Linked DNA regions of Callithrix jacchus: region 1 is linked to region 2. A link is a contact called in public Hi-C data. All regions are on one chromosome and are shown on one strand. The core of a region is the stretch at or near the end of the contact, and the rest is flanking DNA. Distances in the headings are between cores, read along the strand shown. Region 1 holds the start of PSMA7 (proteasome 20S subunit alpha 7). Region 2 overlaps TAF4 (TATA-box binding protein associated factor 4).

Region 1 (4,319 bases), core at 918-3,417, 160 kb before region 2:
GATGACTGCTGGAGCCACAGGCAGCTTCTGGAAAAATGATTGTTAGGCTCCAAAAAACGAGTGCCAGGAGACATTGTGGGTTCCGCCAGGTGCCTCTGAGCCTAGAGCTTGACGTGTGCCTGGCCACGTGTTCCCAGACCAAGGGGCACCGACAGCAGACCCTGGCACCACAGTCTGGGTTCAATGCCTGGCTGTGCCATGCTGTGACACTTAGCAGCAAGGCACTTCGCCCCCCTAGGCTTCAGCATCCACTTACAGCAAGGCACAGCCTCCCTAGGCCTCAGCGTCCTTAGCTATCAAACGGGCTGCCAGTAGCTTCCAAGAAAAATCACATGAATTAAGATTTATAAAACCCGTGTTACAGTGTCTTGGATATAGTAAGCACCACATAAGTGTTTAGTAGGTAAATTAAAATGCCACACCTGTAAATCTGTTTCTGCTGTTCTCAAATAATCTGCCCTGTTCAGAGTTGGCCAGTGCTCTCATTTATTAAGACCATAAATTTCTCAAACTAACCACAGCAAGGGTAGTCTCAAAATAGGCGATAAATTTAGGACAATTTCCACAGGAGACCGGCACGTCATCAAGGAATAAGAGCGTCAGTGAAGGTCAAGGTGAACCCCCGTAGGGAGATAAGCGGCTCCTGGAAACCTAGGAACACCACCGTTTATCCCTGCAGTCCCACCAGGATGAAGACGAGTCAGAGTTTAGGAAAAAAAATCCCAGTGTCACTCCAAAAGATGTTGTGACGACGGAAACAGGAATGGCTAATGCTGATTTTCTTCCGAATTTGTCTTCCACAGAACAGCAGAAAATAAAAAGTCTTAATTTCAAAACTTAGGACTTTAGATAACAGTGTCCTAAACCCATGAAAACGCTGTCTCTAGAAAACCACAAGGCCGAACTTACGGAGTGAGAGAAAAGGTTGTGGAGCAAATCAATAAAGTTTGTTAGGCAAGGCTGTGGGCGAGGGTGTCACGCTGAAACCCAGCGTAGCCGCGAGGATACAGGCGGACGGTGCGATCCCTACGGGGCCGGGCTGCTAAACGGCGACCGAACGGTCCCAAACTGGGCATCCAGACGCGTCCCTCTGTGCCTCCAGCGGCAGGAGAGGCTGCCCCGGCCGCGGTTGCCGCCGTCTCTGTGCGCCCTGAACCCGGCCCGAGCCCCTCTTCACTCGCCAAGCTGAGCGCAGAAAGCGAGTGCCGCCGGCCGCCGCCTTCGCCACCTAGGCTGGCAGCGGAGCTCGACGAGCCCTCGCCCGGGCCGCGAAAACGAATGCCCGTGCGCCGGGTACGGCCCAGAACGGTTCTCAGAGCGCGCCGCGGACTCGGCGGACAGCGCGCTCGGAGGCCGGCACCTTCCGACGTCCGCCCGGCCCCCACCGCCCCGCGCCCGGCCCGAGGGACCCGCGCGCCCCAACGAAGTTGGCGCAGGCTCTCCGGGGGGCGTCCCCCGCACAGCCCGGTGACCGCCAGTGCACAGGCATGGGGCGCGGGGACGGGCACGGGGCCGCCGTCGGGGCTTGCAGCTGCCCGGCTGCGCCCCGGCTTTGTTAGCGCCCCGCGCCTGCCGGCTGCCCGCGCCCGGGCCCCGCGCGCGCTCGCCCCTCCGCAGCCCCGCCGCCCCGCGCCGCCGTCTCGGCCCGGCCCACCTTCTGGATGGTTTGCTGTGTGACCTCCCCTTTGCCTCTTGGTCGGGCGGACGCGAAGGCCACGGACATGGTGGCGGCGCGGGGGTTAGCCCGTGGTCATCGGGGTGGATACTCCGGCTGCGCTCGGCGGCCCGAGGCGCTCATTATCCGCAGTCGCGGCGGGGGACAGGGGGCGGGGGCGCGGGGGGCGCCGCGTCCTGGGCTCGTCCTTCCCGCCGCCGTCGCCTCGCCTCCGGGTCCGCCGAGCAGCCGCGCCGCCCTGCAGAAGGGCCTGTGGTCCAGTGCCGAGCGGTGGCCCCCGGCGGGCTCCTCTAGACCCGCGCTCGGCCCGCCTCAGCGCAGCACCTCCCACCCCCAGCCACCGGTGGTTCCGCCCGGCCCCGCCCCGCCCCCGGCGCGCGCCCGCACGTCCGTGGACGCCGCCTGACGCCGCCCGACGCCTCCTGACGCCGCCCGACGCTGGCAGCGCAGGTCACGGCGCCGAGGGCGGGGGGGGCGGGCGTAGTGGCGCCGGGAGTCGCGGGCGCGCGCGGGCCGTGAGTGTGCGCTTTTGAGAGCGGCGGTGGAAAGTGCTTGGCTGCCGCCCCGCCGGCATGAGCTACGACCGCGCTATCACCGTCTTCTCGCCCGACGGCCACCTCTTCCAAGTGGAGTACGCGCAGGAGGCCGTCAAAAAGGGTTCGACCGCGGTGAGGCGCCGGGGCCTGCGCCGGCCCGGGACGCGGGCGGAAGTGGGGCCGGGGAGCCGGGAGAGGGCCGGGGCCGGGCGCGGAGCTGTGGGCGCCCGCAGGCATACGCGGGGCAGTGGCTTGGGCGACCTGGGCTGCTGTCGAGCGCGGGCCCCGCTGCCCTTCTCCACGAGTGCCTGCAGAGGCGGCGTTTGGTGTGCGAGCCGCAAGCGCCCGTTGCCCCCACCCAACGCCTCGCGTGGGTCCCGGGCGCGCGGGGCCGTGGCGACGCCATCTTGGGTACCCCTGGCCCGGGCCTGGCGCGTGGGTCGCGCTGCGGAGGCCGGGCGAGGGCCGCTCCAGGCTGCGGAGCGCGGGGGTCTGCCTACGCTCTCTAGGGGGCCGTTCACGCAGCGGGTGGCTCGGGGTGAACTATCCAACCAGATCTCCGTTACGGGGATCCCCACTCGCTCAACGGCAACACTTGTCCTTTAAGTCCCGGTGGGCTTCGGAAACAAAGCGACTCGCTGGCAGGGCCGGTGGCGGGCGCCTTCCGGATCTCTGCGCCCTGCCGGAAGGAGCCCTCCGCTGGGCCCGGCTGCAGCCGCCCGGGTCGGGACTGGTCTGAGCACGGCCGGCCGTCTCTTTTTGATGAGGGCTCGTGTACAGTGACCTTAGTGACATTTTTTGAAACTTAAATTCGTAATATCAAGACGTGTAGGTTTTATTGGTCAGGCTGTGAGATCGTTTTTCTTGTATCTTCTGGCATTCAGAGGTTTGAGCAGGCAGAGAAAGCAGCACACGGTTCTGTAAATTTTAAAGTGTTTTCATTTGCTGAATCTTTGTTTCAAAATGAAGGCCCAGTATTCTTCAGGTGGTCTAACTCAGCTTAAAGAGCACTAGGAGGAGTCAGCTGACCCCTGCCCCCAACTCCAATTCTGCCGCCCCCGCCAGCTGGCCGCATCTGGCTTTAACCAACCCTTGTAGCTTCTCTGGGCCTTCCGGGTCAGTTCGAAGGCCAAGTGAGTCTACCTGAAAAAGCTCCCAGAAGACCGAAAACACTTCAGACCAGTACTTCTCAGCCAGGGATGGTTTTGTGCCCTCGGGGCCAGTGGCAGTGTGTAGAGACTTCCAGTGGCCCAAGGCCTTGCAGAGGTGCTCCTGGCATTTAGCGGGTAGAGGCCAGGGACACTGCTGAACATCCCCCTCCGCCCCGCAGCGGGGCAGGGCAGCGAGATCAGCCTGCCCTAGTGGTCACCGAGCTGAGCTGGAGGAGCCCTGCACTGTGAACCAGGAGGCGCTGTTTATCCCAGTGACGGTTTCCTTTGTTTCTGGCTTGACTTGGGGTTAACTGTCTGTGATTGTCCACGCATTTAACAACAGCTACATTCTTCTCTAGTATCAGCCGTAAACAATTTCGGGTAACAGTTGACACCTTGTCCACTGATAGCAAATCAGGCCCCTTCGGTGTCACTTGAGTATGCCATAGTGCAAGAAACAGGGCAGTGTGCCTTAATTTCACAATTACAGAAACACTGCCATTAGAACACCAGACTGGAATGTGAAAGTCTCAGGCTTCCAGGCTTTGCATGGGACTGTTTGATTCATTGGGTTGAAATGAAACACATGCTGATTATATAGCGGTTGATTACTAGCTATGTTGTAACTAAAACTACATTTCAGTATTCTAAAGGCACAGGTTGGCCACCTAGGTGAGCACACCTGGGCTAGCTCTACCAGCAATAGATGAATGCCCTGGGTTTGCAGGATGTGCTGCCAGCCACAGTGACAGACAAGTGGAGGAGAAAGGGGTGCGGGTGAACACACCTTCAGTGGAGGCTGCTGCCCAGAGTACGTTGCCACATGACCCAGGTTCAGATCTGCTCCTAGTGCTCACTGCCTGGCAGTAGAACCATGTAACTTTTTTGGGAGGGTGGGGTGGGGGTGAGGAGTCAGGGTCTTGCTGTCTTCTGTCTCCTGTCTCCCAGCCGTCATGG
Region 2 (4,311 bases), core at 852-3,351:
ACCTGCTGCTGAGGCGGCTGTGGGCGCAGCTGTCGCCACCCGTGGCTGGGGCTCTGTGGTGGTGGAGGTAAGGATGGCCCAGTGGGCTCCCACCCTAGGAGCAGACTTGCTCCTCCGGGACAGCCCAGACGCTGCTGGTGCGGGTCCTGACATTCGGGCAGCACAGACCCTGCACCAGGCGGATCTGTTGATGGTGACTCTTTTGCACTGGGCTTCAACTTCAAGTGCCTGTGGCACGTGCATGGTGGAGAAATCGCCTCCTTTCATTTGGCCCTTTTAAGAGCCCTGTGACAGGGCAGGGGGTGCCTGTGGTGCCATTTTTAGAGGCGGAGACCCAGCTCAGGGAGGGTTCACGTGGCATGTCCAAGGTCGTGGGGATTTATGTTTGCTCACTCGCTTGCTTATTCTCTAATCCCAGTGCCTGCACCTAGAAAACCCCAAGCCCCTGTGTTTTGAGTTGTTTAGGCCGAGGCCCCCTAGGGCTTCATGTCTGTGCTGGCCCTCGTGGATCTGTGTTGTCCCAGGCCCTGCTTTGCAACATTGCGCCTGTGTGTGTCACACAGTCCCTCTAGAGTGTCCATGGGTGCCCTGGCTCTGGTCCCCACAGACGCTTTGTCCTCCAGCCTCCCATTGGGGTTGGAAGCCCTCACTCTCCTCCCAGCAGGCTCCATGACCAGTCCCCCGGGCTTCTGTGCCCACCATGGGCATAGCCCATGAGGGGTTTCAATGAACCTAGATAGGAAAGCCGCTGCCACTGCTGTGTGGGCTGGGCACAGAAGACCCTGGTCCGCCGGCAGCCCCAGTCCTGAGAACGGAGGGAGAGGTTCCCATGAGATCTCCACTCTGTCTTCAGAGCAATTTAGCATAGGACCTTCTGTGGTAGCCAAACTCCACATAGAATTCTGTGAGCAAAGACCCTGTTGGAAAGACAAGGGAGTGTGGACCCTCCTGCCTGGGGTGAGGCGGGTGGGGAGGGTGGAGGGCACTGTGTAGAGAGGGGCAGTTGGAATATTGGGTAGGTTAGATTCGCGGGTAAGCTTGTTTTTCTTTTTCTTTTTTTTTTTTTTAAAAGATTTAAGAAAAAAATTAGTTTTATTTATTAAACTCATAGAACCTGGAGAATTTATGGTTTTCATTCATAGTTGTACCTTCAGAGCCTGGCACAGAAGCAGGGCCCGGCATCAGGTTCTCAGTGTGCTGGGCCTGGGGGTGGCCTCAGCACCCAGCAGGCACTGCCTCGCCCCCTGCCCTTGGTTGCTGCTGACACTTGCATTAGAATATTTTGATTTTTGACTCTCAGCATCCCTTAAATTGTGCTCCCAAGATGAGCGTCTCACTTTCACCCCAGCCCTCTTTCTTGGCTGCTGAGCTATTTTGAGGTAGACACATCAAACCGCAGTCTGGAATCTATAGCAGGTGTCACTGGGTCACAGCCTGCTTGGGTGGTGCCTGTGAGATCCCCGCCCTCACTCTGCAAACTGTCACCCGCCCAAACTTGATCAGGTGCGGATCAGTTTGTAATGAGCGAGTGTGGAGCCTGCAGAGGCTTCAGTAGCAGAGGGACCCAGGGCGGATCTGAAGAAGGGCCCTCAGGCTCAGGGCATCTGAAGGGAGACGGTGCCCTCTACTGTTTGAGTCTCATAGGAATAAAGAAAATGCCATCGGTTAGAGACCATCACACAGGGCAGCTGTGCTCCCAGCCTGAACTGATAATGGCAGAGGGGGGATGGGAGGAAGGGCAAGATGAGGGCACCAGGTCGGGGCAGCTGGGCCTCGCCTGCAGCTGCCCACAGTTTGGCTCCCATGCACAGAGCAGAATCCGTTACTTCCATCATCTTAACTGCGGTTGAGAACGTGCTGTAAAGATGCCATCGTAATCTTTGTACTTAAATATACATGAGCAACTTTAACCCCCATGGCAGGCCTTGGTTTTCAGCCAAATGGGGAAACAGCAGCTGTTGGGAGTTTGGCATGTGCCCTGCTGGGTGGTGTCGTGCAGGTGTTGTCTGCTGAAACCACAGGAACACTCCACAAGAACTGGCACCCAGCAGCTATGCTTCTCCAAGCAGGAAGGTGTCTGAGGCGGCTCAGGACACAGCTGGACACCTGGAGGGGGCTGGCAGAGGCAGGGTCTCTGCAGCCAGGGCCCAGCCAGAGGGAGGGTTGTGCAGGGTTGTGGAGGAGCCGGGGATGACTGTGGGAACCACTGAGCAATCCAGCCTTCTTAGCTGACCCAGCACACCCAGTGCAGGAATTCAGCAGCCAAGCAGGGATGACACACAGAGACACAGTGTGGCTTCTGTGCCCTCTGCTGCGGTCGCATGGAGGGTGACCCTGGGACTGCTCAGCCATCCGCCTTGGGCGGGTGCCACCCCCTGGTCCGTCCTCAGCCCCGGGCCTGGTCTGAGTACTGTGGGGCATTGGGCAGTGTCTGAGTCTGCCCTATCCTGAAGGCACAGTGTGGGGCCTCCTGCCCTCACCCCTGCCCTGGCAGGCCCTGAACGGCTCCTCCTGTGGGCCTGCCGGAAGGGGCCCGGCCGGGCCTGGCCTCCTCTGGCATCAGGGTACTTGGGACAGCCAACAGGCGGCACCCCTTGCCAGCCCCGCTTCGAACCCCACTAACACAACTGTCTTTTCCTTTTTCGTCACCAGGGGTCGGGCTCCGGCTCAGTGGTCCCAGGCAGCTCGGGTGTTGGAACCCCCAGGCAGTTCACACGACAAAGAATTACACGGGTCAACCTCAGGGACCTCATATTTTGTTTAGAAAATGAACGAGAGACAAGCCATTCACTGCTGCTCTACAAAGCATTCCTTAAGTGACACAGGAGGACGCCTGGGGACTTTTTATATATTTGCAGATTACGCCTTTTTGTAACAAGCAAATGGGATATTGTTTAAAAAACAGCCACCTCTTTACAATGGAACAGTTTTATATTCCTGTTTCTAAATCAACTCTTCAGTGTGGAAGAAAATACGTTTCTGTAACAGAGAGAACACAAAGGCCTGTGGATACTCTTAAAGGACAATTAAATCTTAACTCATCTTGATTGAGTGGCCTTCTTGCCAAACAAGCCATATATAAAGACTGATGGAATCGTTAGCAAATAATTAGCTGCCCTCTGTCAACTCATAGCAGTTTCTGCTATTTGTGCATTTTGGTTTAGTTCTACCTAACTTACCATGTAGGTGTCTGTCTACAGCCGATGACCTCATTTCCTTTATTTTATTTTTGTAATAGTCAGTTGGCAAAGCAAACTGATTTTTTAGACTATTTATCTTCCTTCCCCTCTCCTCCCAACTCCTTCCCTGCCCTCCCCTCGCCTCCCCTCCGCTGAGAGTCCTGCAGGAGGACACAATTCATCTTGGCGCCCCCACCTCAGAGTGTAATCACATTTCTGCTTAGTAGCGGCAGAGCCCAGCAAAGGTGGGCTCCTTCTGAATGTGTGGTCAGCATCTGTACAAATGCATTTTATTTGCTATAGTTTGTAAAGTTGTAAAGTTAAAAGAGATGAAAACCTTTTCAGCATAAATATATTTTACTTGCACTGTGTTTTTTAGCTAAAAGTGAAAACCTAGATTAAATAAAATCAAAGTTGAGAAGAATCATCAAGACTGTTTCTCGGTGTGAATCAAGTGTTGAAAATGGTTGGTGTATTTTGTCAGTAACTGTACATACTTTGGCACATGACAGAATGGCTATGTAAACTAGAACTATTTTGCTAAGACACTGTATGCAAGCCTTGGGCCGACTTGACAGGCGTCCAGAGCAAAGCCCTTCTTTGTACCTATTTTTTTATTACAAATATACTAATTGGTTCTTTATATTTTCAGAGGTTATTGTATGAAATTGTCTATTGATAGTACTTTTATGACTGTAAATACTCCGGCTTTCTCCATGTGAATTCTCACGTTAGACTTTAATTCGAGCGCGTGTGAACTGAACGCTGATCAGTATTTTTTATCAACACCTGAGAACTGTTACACCTTTTATTTTGTCTTTTAGGAAATCCCCGTCTTTCCATTTTTTCATGTAAATTTTGCACAGTTACTTGTTCATATGTAAATATTTTACTTTCAAAAATGAAGTTTTTAATTGCTATTGTTTTATATAGGATTGAAAGAAAATTAACTCCTTTATTAAAAACAAATTTATCTGTATTTGTTTTGCCTGTTTTTCCCCAGTTTTCCAGTTTTAGATTTTGCTTGCCAGACTCCACTCTGGCTCTGCTGAGGTGCTGGTTTCTGAACCACCTGTTGGAATCTGTAGCTGAGTCCCAGTAGAGCCGGGAGAAGGAACTTTCTCTGTGAGGA

The links. A called contact is a pair of places that touch in the nucleus more often than the background predicts.
Region 1: a Hi-C map of skeletal muscle shows a contact between it and region 2, with 4 times the contacts expected there. The contact joins the promoter of PSMA7 here to the enhancer-like site in region 2. A contact is called at or near these places in 2 of 3 Hi-C or Micro-C datasets (induced pluripotent stem cells and skeletal muscle).

Annotation. Positions count from the first base shown.
Region 1 is chr5:57,705,842-57,710,160 of calJac240_pri, reverse strand. PSMA7 (proteasome 20S subunit alpha 7) reads left to right here and starts at 2,167. Exons shown (of 7, transcript XM_035299105.3): 1 at 2,167-2,343. The coding sequence starts at 2,248. SS18L1 (SS18L1 subunit of BAF chromatin remodeling complex) reads right to left here and starts at 2,041. Exons shown (of 12, transcript XM_035299101.2): 1 at 1,655-2,041.
Region 2 is chr5:57,547,946-57,552,256 of calJac240_pri, reverse strand. It overlaps TAF4 (TATA-box binding protein associated factor 4), which reads left to right. Exons shown (of 17, transcript XR_013535268.1): 17 at 2,653-4,156. Among named protein-coding and RNA genes, the nearest start is that of TAF4, 79 kb to the left of the region's middle. Within about 2 kb of position 2,101, at least 1 of the 16 cell types and tissues checked has an H3K27ac peak or open chromatin away from gene starts, as enhancers often do. A contact at or near this core is called in skeletal muscle, where this site is marked.